2 separate regions of the Arachis hypogaea genome follow, and region 1 is linked to region 2. Evidence: chromatin contacts called from public Hi-C data. All regions are on one chromosome and are shown on one strand. Each heading gives the region's core, a stretch centred on a gene start, on an enhancer-like site or on the middle of the called end of the contact. The rest is flanking DNA. Distances are from core to core; before and after follow the strand shown. Region 1 holds the start of LOC112720713. Region 2 holds the start of LOC112720703 (BOI-related E3 ubiquitin-protein ligase 1).

What was found. Hi-C and Micro-C count contacts between places; a contact is called where the count stands out from the background.
Region 1: a Hi-C map of leaf shows a contact between it and region 2, with 5 times the contacts expected there. The contact joins the promoter of LOC112720713 here to the promoter of LOC112720703 in region 2. A contact is called at or near these places in 2 of 8 Hi-C or Micro-C datasets (both in leaf).

What each region holds. Positions count from the first base shown.
Region 1 is chr11:38,801,204-38,806,730 of arahy.Tifrunner.gnm2.J5K5, reverse strand. It overlaps LOC112720713, which reads right to left and starts at 3,173. Exons shown (of 8, transcript XM_025771758.3): 1 at 2,733-3,173; 2 at 2,099-2,167; 3 at 1,939-1,989; 4 at 1,754-1,813; 5 at 1,018-1,083; 6 at 224-826. The coding sequence starts at 2,918.
Region 2 is chr11:37,815,037-37,820,361 of arahy.Tifrunner.gnm2.J5K5, reverse strand. It overlaps LOC112720703 (BOI-related E3 ubiquitin-protein ligase 1), which reads left to right and starts at 2,403. Exons shown (of 4, transcript XM_025771744.3): 1 at 2,403-3,301; 2 at 3,378-3,454; 3 at 3,528-3,844; 4 at 3,944-4,632. The coding sequence starts at 3,255. The coding sequence ends at 4,489.

The sequences.
Region 1 (5,527 bases), core at 1,924-4,423, 990 kb before region 2:
TCTCTTTGAAGCTACTCAACATGTTACAATATCACTAGGTTCGGTGAATAGATCAACAACAGAGGAACTGCCTAACAAATGCTATCAAAATGAGTGCTTAAAAGAACTCTGAATACTTCTGACATCCTAAGAAAATATACCATAAATTTGACATTAATTATATAAAGATCTTAAGAGGGAAGGGAAAAGAAAAAAGAGAACAAAAAAGAAAAGAGCATCACACCTGCAGCCAGTTATGAAAGCCAGAAACTTCACTGCTGTTCTTGATTTCTCCAACAAAAACATGTTCGAAAGCAGAGGAGGAACCAGACGTTCCCCCACGTGAATAAAGGTCAAACCACAAGCTGCTAATCATTCTTTTGAATTCTTGAAAGCTCCCTGATGCAATACCCTTGGACACAAGATACTTGTGCAGATATTTGATTGGTGCTGTTCTACTAATTTCTTCAATGAAAGAAGCTTGCTCTTGCCTCTCTTCAGACGTGACAACTTCCTTACTTCCTTGATTTGGGTTGTAGTTATCTAGAAGCGAAAGAAACCGGGCAAAAGTAGGCTTTCTGAATACATCATTGCTAACCCAAGTAAACAAGCAACCCTCTGCCATGTCTTCCTTTTGGTAAGCCTTCTTTCCTTCGCCACAGTCAATTTCATAATCCTTTCCCGGTACCAAACGATTTAAATCAAGGTCCCACAGTTTGTCACATGCTTTAGACAAATCATAAAGCTCATCGTTCGAAGGCTCCGCACGACCACCAACATCAATATCATTAGAGTATTCTTGCTCATCTGGTGGTAGTTTATAGTTGTTCCAATTATCCTTGGGAACCTAAATGAAGATGGTAAGATCTATTATTAAGATAGTGATGCAGCATACATGTTCAGGACTAATACATCATCACACACTTGCGACAAAGTTAACATGACGCAAACTCTTTTAAATTCATACAAATCACTCAAAGCGCATCTCTTTTGAGTTTTATTTCTGCTTGATGTATCAATTAAAGTTTAAAGACAAACCTTGTGTTGTTGCCGCCTTGAAGGTTTGCCAACAGTCTGCCATCCATCATTGTTCTCTTCATCAAACTGCAAAATATAAAATTGATTTCACCAATATAGTTAAATTTCATTTCGCCAACAGCATCAGCAAAAAAAAGGCCGATAACCAAGTTCCCTCAATATGTTTGATGTTCAGACTATCATGAAACCTGATTTTCAAATGTCCAGCCAATGGATCATTTATCATGTAAATAATCTCTTTTATTTTAAAAAGGAACTATTTCTTCTAACTCCTATCCTATAAAAATCTGAAATTGTAAGCAGAGAGAGCAGAAAAGTTTGGATCAAAGCAGTGCCATATGTAAATGGGCACACAATCAAGAGTACAAGAGCTTGGTTTTTGAATGTGATTCTGTTATCACAACTTTATTTTTCATAACATATATAACAAAGTGTAATCTCATTACAGAAACAAACTATATCTATCACACCCTATGGTAATAAATAACTAGAACAATCTTACTTGCTACGTGCATGATGAACATTGCAATCAACATGTATTATATATTTTAGGGCTAAACCACGCCATATTTCTCGATGTCAATAAGTACAGTTTTAAATTATAATCTCAAGAAAGACTCGAAGTTGCAATTTTCCATTTACTTCAAGCTAGCATCTTAACAATAATTTTGAAAAGGGGGGGGGGGGGGTTTATCAAAAAGAAAAAGGAAAAGGAAAAGAAAACATATATATTAACCTTCTTGTGTCTGTTGGAACTCTGAGATTCCCACTCTTCTTGCTTTGGACGATATTGCTCCTACAATATGATAACAGCAACACCATCAAAAGCAATACTAGATAACTGAGATCAACTCGGGGCTTATACAGGAGGACAATACTCATCCAACTCATTTATTTAACAATGAACATGAATTCACCCACCATTTGAGGCCTGTAGGAATCCCCATAACTATCATCGTGCCGCTGCTCCTCCTGCAACAATAACAAACTAATGAAGCAAAATTAAATTGTTCATATGTTGTTGGGGTTGAATTCAATGAAGCAAATGACAAGATTAATTGAACAAGTGGCAAAATGGGACCTTCTGTGGTCTGTTGGAAAGTCTAGAACCCTGTTGGCGCCACTCCTCCTGCTCATAACGAGGCCCCTCCTGAAAAAGTCTCCTATTACTCGCAATGATTTGGCATAGAATAGGTAGTAAAAATTGCGTTCACATCATTGAGGATAACTGAAATTCACTCATCTAGTATCTATTCGTCCGAGTTCCATGGATCATAGCAGACCTAAGTGTTATGTCTACGATTTACATAGATTTAAAGGTCTCATTTTTACAACATACAAGAATACTACCAGAATCATGGTGTATATTTCATAAAATCTCAGTGCGAATTACACTCATCATCCTTAAACCTCAAAATTTAATCTTTACATAGGTATTTAGTGTCACACTATACCATATGAAAATCTTAAATGTAATTTTACCCTGAATTTCAGAGTAGCACTAATTATTCATGTAATTCGAATAGAATCAAATTAAATTGCACAAAACCTAAATGTCTGTACTTTGGGGAATACCCGTTTGATTTTAGAGACGGAACAAAAATGTATTTGGATCTGAAGACAGGTACAATCACTAAAGACACTGATTATTATTTTCGTTGTCATCATTTATGTTCTGAATCTGATTCTAAAACCAAAGGGGAAATTGAAGTAACCTGTGAAGTCCAGTTGTGGTGTCTGGGAGGAGGATGATCTTGCGGATCCTGATCCTGATCTCCGGAGACGACTTCAGCCCAGGAGGATCTAGACCGTTCATCTCGGGAATCGCGGCGGTTGTTGCGGTCGTCATTGTCGTCGTCACCAAGGGCAGCATGGACCAACCCCTTGATCAAACCCTCCATAATCGTAGCCTATGTAATGTACTTTATGTTTCAGTTTAAGTTATCAGTGTTAATGAGGATTGAGGCTCAACTCAATTGCGTGAGAGAGAGAGAGAGAGAGAGAGAGAGAGAGAGAGAGAGTAGGTGTGAGTGGATATTGACAGAGCTTAAATGAGTTGGTTGAATAAAGACAATCATGTGGTGCTGATTTGGCGCTTTATATTCATGACCGTTGCCGACAGGATCAAGGTAATTCTCTATTCTGAATATCCATCCACGTAGAACGCAAAAAAGTGACTAATTAAATCTCGGACGTAGGTGGAAATTTTCACCTTCAATTATCACCGGTATTTCGGATTTCGGATTAGTGCCGCCAAAATGTCTAGACCATTAAAGATTTTAAATAAAATATATTTTTTAAGTTTTTTAATAATTATTAAATAATTTTTTTTAACTTTAATTATAAATTAATTTTATATATTTTATTTAATTATAAAAATTATTTTTTATTTTATAAATTATTATTTTATTATTCATCTATTATGTTTATTAATAATAAAAAACAAAAACAATAAAGAATTAGATCTTCGTAATAATTTTTTGGCAATTCTAATCGATTAAAAATTTATCTTTGATCCGTTACATCTCTCGAGCGTTGTAAAATAGTGTTTCATAGAGAATCAATCGATTGAATTAACAAAACAATCAATTGAATTTCAGGTTTCTCATAACTCAATCGATTGGATTGGACTTCAGGTTATCACAAAACAATCGATTGAAAGTTGCAAGGCAGGATAGTTTTCGCAAACATCAATCGATTGGTCATATTAACCAATCGATTGAACGATGACTAGAATGTGGGTTTTTTATAATTCAATCGATTGTTTATATTACTCAATCGATTGAAAGCTTCAAAGCAACTTGAGGTCGCACAATTCAATCGATTGGTTGTGTTACCCAATCGATTGAAGTTTGTACATGACTAATGGTATATTCCAATTCAATCGATTGGTATGAGAATTCAATCGATTGGAATGTAATGTAAATAAGTTTTTTTTTTGCATTCAATTGATTGGTAATGTAATCCAATCGATTGAATTTTGAAATGCGCTATATTCAACCTGGTAACCATGCGTATTCAGACTCTCTCCCCGTTTTAAAACATAACAACACCATTTCTACACCTCTCTTCTCTCTCTAAATCCAAAAAGCTTCTCTCTTCTTCTTCTCCAATCTCACCAACATCCACTCCAAACTACATACATATTATTAATCCTCATCCAAATCCTTACAAAATTCACTAAACCAATATCCCCAAAATGGCCAGAGCTAAGAATGCCAAAAGAGCTAGGATTGAGGGTGAAAGTTCTGCATCCGCCAGACTAGTTTCTTCATCCCATTACATGGCAAGGTGGCTGCCGTCTCCGAGGGCATTGAACAACTATGTGGAGAAGTTTGAGTCAAGGGCAATTGTTCCTCCCAGGTACATAACAGCCGAGTTTATTCATGATAGACATTATAATTTAGTCTGAAATGCTTTGCAAACATAGCACTTGACTGATTTTGTACAAACTAAGGATGATTATTATTCGCACTTGGTGAGGGCTGTTTATAGTACTTTAAATTATGTTGTTCCTGAAACTGATGAAGAGGGTGAGGAAGTAATGCCGCTGATTGAGTTTGATTTAGGGTCACGATATTATAGAGTTACTTTGGAACAATTAGCTGAACAATGGAATTTAGTTTATCATGGGGCAAAATTTACTGGAGGTATTGCGGCAGATGAGGAATGGGGTGAATATAATAGATTGGTTGGTTTGCAGAGTCTACAGTATGAGAATCCACGTATGGATGCTAGAGGTAATATAAGTTGCAGTGGGTTGGGTAATGAGCAGCGTATATTGATGTATTTGTTTTCATACATGTTGATTCCAAGAAAACATAATCATAGAATCTTGTTTAACGAAGATATTCTAGTGCTTTGGGCTATTGGTGACTGGAAAGGAGATAAACTAGCCTTATTTTATGGTTCATCATATGCTTGAAATGAAGAAAGAAAAATCAAGTGTTGGTTTAGGATATGCTTGCCAATGAAGCAAGATTTTCACCTAGCTTGGAATTGACTTGAGTGAAGAGAAAAGTATCGTCTTGAGTAATGTAGTCAAGATTGATGACAGCACTCTAAGATAGATGGGAAAAGATCTGGATGCCCAAGAACCTCAAATCCAAGGACAACCACAAGACCTGAAGGTGCAAGCACAATCCCAGGAACCCCACTACCATCGCCTCCTTCGCCAACAATGCGAGATTTGATGGATGAATTACGAAGCATAAGATTATATATGGAGGGACAATTTGCTGATATGAGGAGGCAAAATGAAGCTATCAATCATTAAGGAGAAGCTATTGATCTTCTATACACTAATCTAGGCATCACAAATCCAAGGGGCATCATCCCAAGCCCTGGACCATGAAGAAAATGTGTCGAAGAATGAAGAAAATCTGTTTCAGGGTCTTGAAATTTTTTCAGTTGTTCTTGAAATCAATTGATATGCATTCAAATTTGCTTACCAATCGATTGAAGAATGCTTACAATAAGGAGTTTGTATGCATTCAATCGATTTTACTGA
Region 2 (5,325 bases), core at 1,154-3,653:
GTGAAATGGATGGGACGATTACCAAAGAAAAATCTGTCGGTAACAAAAAAATCTGTCGGTAAATAATTTTCGATGAGGCTTTACTGATGGACAATATTTATAGTAACTAAAAATTTGTCTATAATAAAAATTAAATCTATCTATAAATTCCTTTGTAATAAGCAGTTTTCTAGCAGTAATTTTAGCTAAATTATTATAGATTATTAAATAAGATTAATATGAAATTTATTTAAGATGAGTTTTTATTTAGATTAAACTTCAAATATTTTTCTAATTAAATTTTTATATGTTTTTATTTTTAAAAATTTTAGATTTATTTATGTTAAATGTTGACAGTAATATTAACTGTACTATGTTACCTCACAAAATTTTTTTCATAAAATATATATTGGCCATATGCCCGCATGTGTAAAATTTAAAAATGATCTAATCTAATTATTAATAGTCCTTTATTAACTTTTTGCTGTTTTTTAAACCATTTCTCTGAGCAATCTAAATATAACTCTATTTAATTATGTCAGTATTAAAACACGTTAAAATCCTGTTGTTATCCTCAATAATTAGCTAATCCAGCTATCATATTTTTGTTTTTTGCTCAACCTTTCATGATTTTACAAAGGTAATTATAATCCCTAAGGAATCTAGCTACATTCCTTTCGTGAAGGCGTTATAGAGATCCGAAAATTGAAAATATAAATTGCAGATCAAGTCACATAGGAACTTAAAACAAGATTGTAAACAGAGAAAATACCGATAATTATTTCCATTGGTTTTACACCTAAAAATAAAATAGTCAATTTTGTTACAACTACACCATGTCATGTTTGAAAGTTTCCATTCTTAATTTCTTTACTTCCATTGCGCTATACTAATGGGATACTATAAACTTTGCTCTACGTTTAATTTGTTCTTTATATTAGGTTATTTTGAAATAGTCATGTGTGAAACTCCTTTTAAATAGCAAAAATTCCTCTCCAAGAAGAAGGAAATTTATTTAAATTAGCAAAGAAAGAAAGAAAGAAAATTCAACACACAATATATAGTTCTTCCAATGAGGCATCTAGATCGGGGATGTAGTTTAATTCATTCATCGTTTTCTAAACACAGCTGTTTCAAAGAGTTTGAACTTGAACATTCAAGAGCCAGTAAAAAAATTTGAACTCAGCGTTACCATGCATTAGCATTTGCTTTTTAATTAAGATTTAATCAAACGGTAATTAATTAGTAAAATATACTAAATATAAGTTTGGGGGTTTGCGAATTTAATCTAAACAAATGAGTTAAAACTGGAGTCAGTTACAAATTTAATCCAATGTAGTGGCGTGTGTTTCAAACAATGTTAATGTTAAATTGTTAATTATAGCTTTTTATGTGTCGTCTTAATTTTCAACAATAGATTCAAAGCTCTTAATTTAAGTGTTGTTACTTAATTTGTTCTTTATACAGTCTATTATTAAGAAGGTATAAAAAAAAAAGGCAAAATACGGATTACGTCAAAACCAAATGATAATATTAAAAAGACAAAAAAAATCAGGTTAAACAGTCTAACATTATTTTATATATGATAAATAAAATGTATTAAATAAAATTAAAAATAATAAATTTTGACTTTTTTTGCTAAAAATGTTTATTTTTATTTTTTTGAGACAAGAGATATCGTTATAGAATTCAACTATACGTAATACTTATTAGTTGTTTGGGGATAAAAATTTGCCACGTATATCATTTAATCAAATTTTATATTCTTTAAAGTATTTTTATTTAAATGTTGTTAATCCACAATACTGTGAAAATTAAACAAGGGTAATTACGTATAAAAAAAAAGGGTAATGAAGCAATACAATGTGAAATAATTTTTACTAATAGTGTGATAAATATTTAAAAGTATATTATAATTACTTTTAATCCAATATATAATTTAGTATGGTAATGCATACACTTCATATTTTACTTTTATAAAAAGAAATTCCATCATTATACCTTAGCATAAGGGTGGCTGTTTGAGTTGATTTTTTTTTTTAACATTACTGAAAAAAAACCCACTTTTGCCTTTACCTTCAACATAAATTAATATCATTTATACTATTAATTACTATATATATCAAATTGATATTATCTAAATTAAAAGGGTGTTTCAATAATAATAATAATAATAATAATAATAATAATAATGATACAAAATACGAGGCTAATATTAGGAAACAAAAATTAAATTAAAATTTTATATTGTTTTTTATGTAAAATATATTAGACTAAATTATATTTTAGTATTATATTTGATTTAAAACAAATATAAAAATTAAATAACTAGACAAAAATAATTTTTAAAAAAAACATTATTAAAATTACGTTCTCTATCACTAAAAATTTCAATTCTATGTATTCTTATTTTCTGAACGTACTGCTGAAATTTTGTGTTCCTAAAATTTTAGATTCAATATCCGAGTAGCTCAGTTACCTGCATTGGGAAGTTGCCTGAGAAAAAAAAGAAAAGGAAATCCCTAGCTATATATATAGAAAAAGGAGTAGTTGTGGTATTATTCCGCGTGGGGTGTGCCCCCAATGTCTGAGACGTCTCCGATACCCAAAAATACGAATAAGGATAGAGAGAGACATAGTGCTGTTAATTCCTCTATTTTTTTCTTCTCTGTTTGGTTTCCAGGTGTTAATTAGTGTTACTTCAATTTTCCGTTTTCCCATTATGTTTATCTAAATATATATGTTCCTAGAAGGGTAAAAAATAAAAAATAAGAAAACAATTTTGTTGGAATTTAATTAGAAAAGAATTGTTAGGAAAGAAAGAAAAGGTAACAGGTAAGAAGTAACAAGAGACGCATGTATGTATGGGTGAGTCAGTCATATACAAACAATAATAATTTCCATTGGCAGAAATCTGCGTACCCTCCAACAACAACAATAACAACAATACATCACCCATTTACCAACGCCCTCCTTCTTCGTTCACACATACCCACACACAAAACTAAGCGCACTCTCTCTCTCTCTCTTATTAAGTCTTGTCTAAATTAGCAATATAGGTGAGATTGATACATATATGTAGAGTGGAGGAAAGTATTTAAATAATAATTTGGGGTGTGTATGTAAGGGGAATAAGGAGATAGATAGCAAGGAGGAGACTAGTTGTAATTGTAACTCAAGAGAAAAAGAGGAGGTGCTAATAAGAGGCGCTTAATCAAATTTTGCATCTATCTAATACAAGAAGAGAAGCAAGAAGGAGGAATTCAAGTATATTGATGGCAGTTCAAGCTCAGTATCCCTCAAATATTCTCTTTCTAAACAGGTTCCCATTTCTATATATGCCCTGTTTTGTGTTTGTGTTGAGTCATGGATTCATACCCTGTTATTGGATTTAACAGAAACAACGGGCAAGAAGGACAGCAGGCAGCAGGACTAGTCCTTGATCAACCAATCTTATACAACAACAATCATGGAAGTACGTTTCATCTTCGCAAACCACAACTTTTAATTTCTCTTTTTTTCTCCTTTCTAAATCATTTCATTTCCAGGTGCTAATTCTCGAAAGAGAACAAGAGAGGCCACAGTTCACAGCAACAGCAATGTTGTCATGAACAATAATAATAATAATAATCCATTGATACCTTTCGAATCCCAACCTCCACAACTCATACACCTTTCTCAGCTGCACAATAATGTGGTCTCAACAGGCCTACGCTTATCCAACTCTACCATCGACCAACAACAACTTCTTCATGGATCTCAATCTTCATCTTCTTCTTCTTCTCTCTTATCTCTGTTCTCACAAGGATTTGCTTCCCAAATCAAACAACAAAGGGACGAAATTGAACAATTCCTCCAAGCTCAGGTACCAAATTATTCATTCTTTGTTTTTTTTTTTTTTTTTTGTGTGGGGATAAAAGTTCAAAGCAACCAATCATAACGGGTGTCCGGAAAACTTCTTCAGGGGGAGGAGTTGCGGCGGGCATTGGCAGAGAAAAGGCAGAGGCATTACCGGGCGCTGCTGAGCGCCGCGGAGGAGGTGGTGGCACGGCGGCTCAGGGAGAAGGAGGCGGAGGTTGAGAAGGCCACACGGCGGAACGCCGAGCTGGAGGCGCGTGCCGCGCAGCTCGCAGCGGAGGCGCAGGTGTGGATGGCGAAGGCGAGGACCCAGGAAGCGGCGGCGGCATCGTTACAGGCGCAGCTCCAGCAGACCATGATGGCCTCTGCTGGCGCCGCCACACACGGCGGAGATGACGGTGGCGCCGGATTGTCATGCGCAGTTGAGGGACAGGCGGAGGACGCAGAATCAGCGTATGTGGACCCGGACAGGGTGGTGATGGTTTCGGCAGCGGCGGCGCGTCCAAAGTGCCGGGGATGCGGGCGGCGCGTGGCTTCAGTTGTGGTTCTGCCGTGTCGGCACTTATGCATCTGTACGGAATGCGAGGCGCACTTCCGCGCGTGCCCCGTTTGCCTTACACTCAAGAATTCAACCGTTGAGGTCTTTCTCTGATCAAAATTTCATCATTTTTTTTTTCTTTTTCTTACCACACAATGAGTTTGTTCATAGCAATGGCCTTCCCAAACAGGTCCTTACTCAACCACCAAAAAAGTTGAAAGAAAAAAACAAATTATAAATAAAATTACATTTTTTTCTCCCTGCTCTTTTGAATTACCTTTAGGGTAATTGATTGTACATGACTACTTCGTTAGGGTTAGGCGTTAGTACTGGCATTTTCTTCTTTATGTTCTTTTTTTTCTTTTTTAATTTTGTTTTTTTTTTCTTTCTTTTAAAAATTTTATTTCGTTGACATTAACTTATTTATATATATTCTTTTATTTTTCTTTCGTTAACTAGTGTTATTTTTTGTGAGAATGATAAAGTGTTTTTTTTTTTTACCAAAGATAAGATATTCGAACCCGCAACCTCTTAATTGAGTATGGAGAGATTATGCTATTTGAACTATAATTCATTGGCAATGATAAAGTGTTCTTGGGTAGGAATAATTTTTAGTTGTCAATTTTTGTGAGAGTAATATGAATGTTTGTGCATGCATGTTACATTTGTTTTTTAACTTGCAAGGAATCGAATTGAAGTTTTAATATGTTTTGCATAGACTTGGGTGTTTATTTGCTGCTTTTAGGATCCAACCACCAAATTATATTAGAAAAAATACTAGGGGATTAACATGAAAAAAAATAAACATAAGAATATTAATTATTTAATATTTGTGTTAAGTTACATCTTTTTTTGAGGTGATATAAGTTAAATTGAAAACCGTTTAATGTGGTAGTGGCGTAGTTTCGGAACTTGCTAAAATTGGCAGGCCTAATAATATTCCTCAAGGT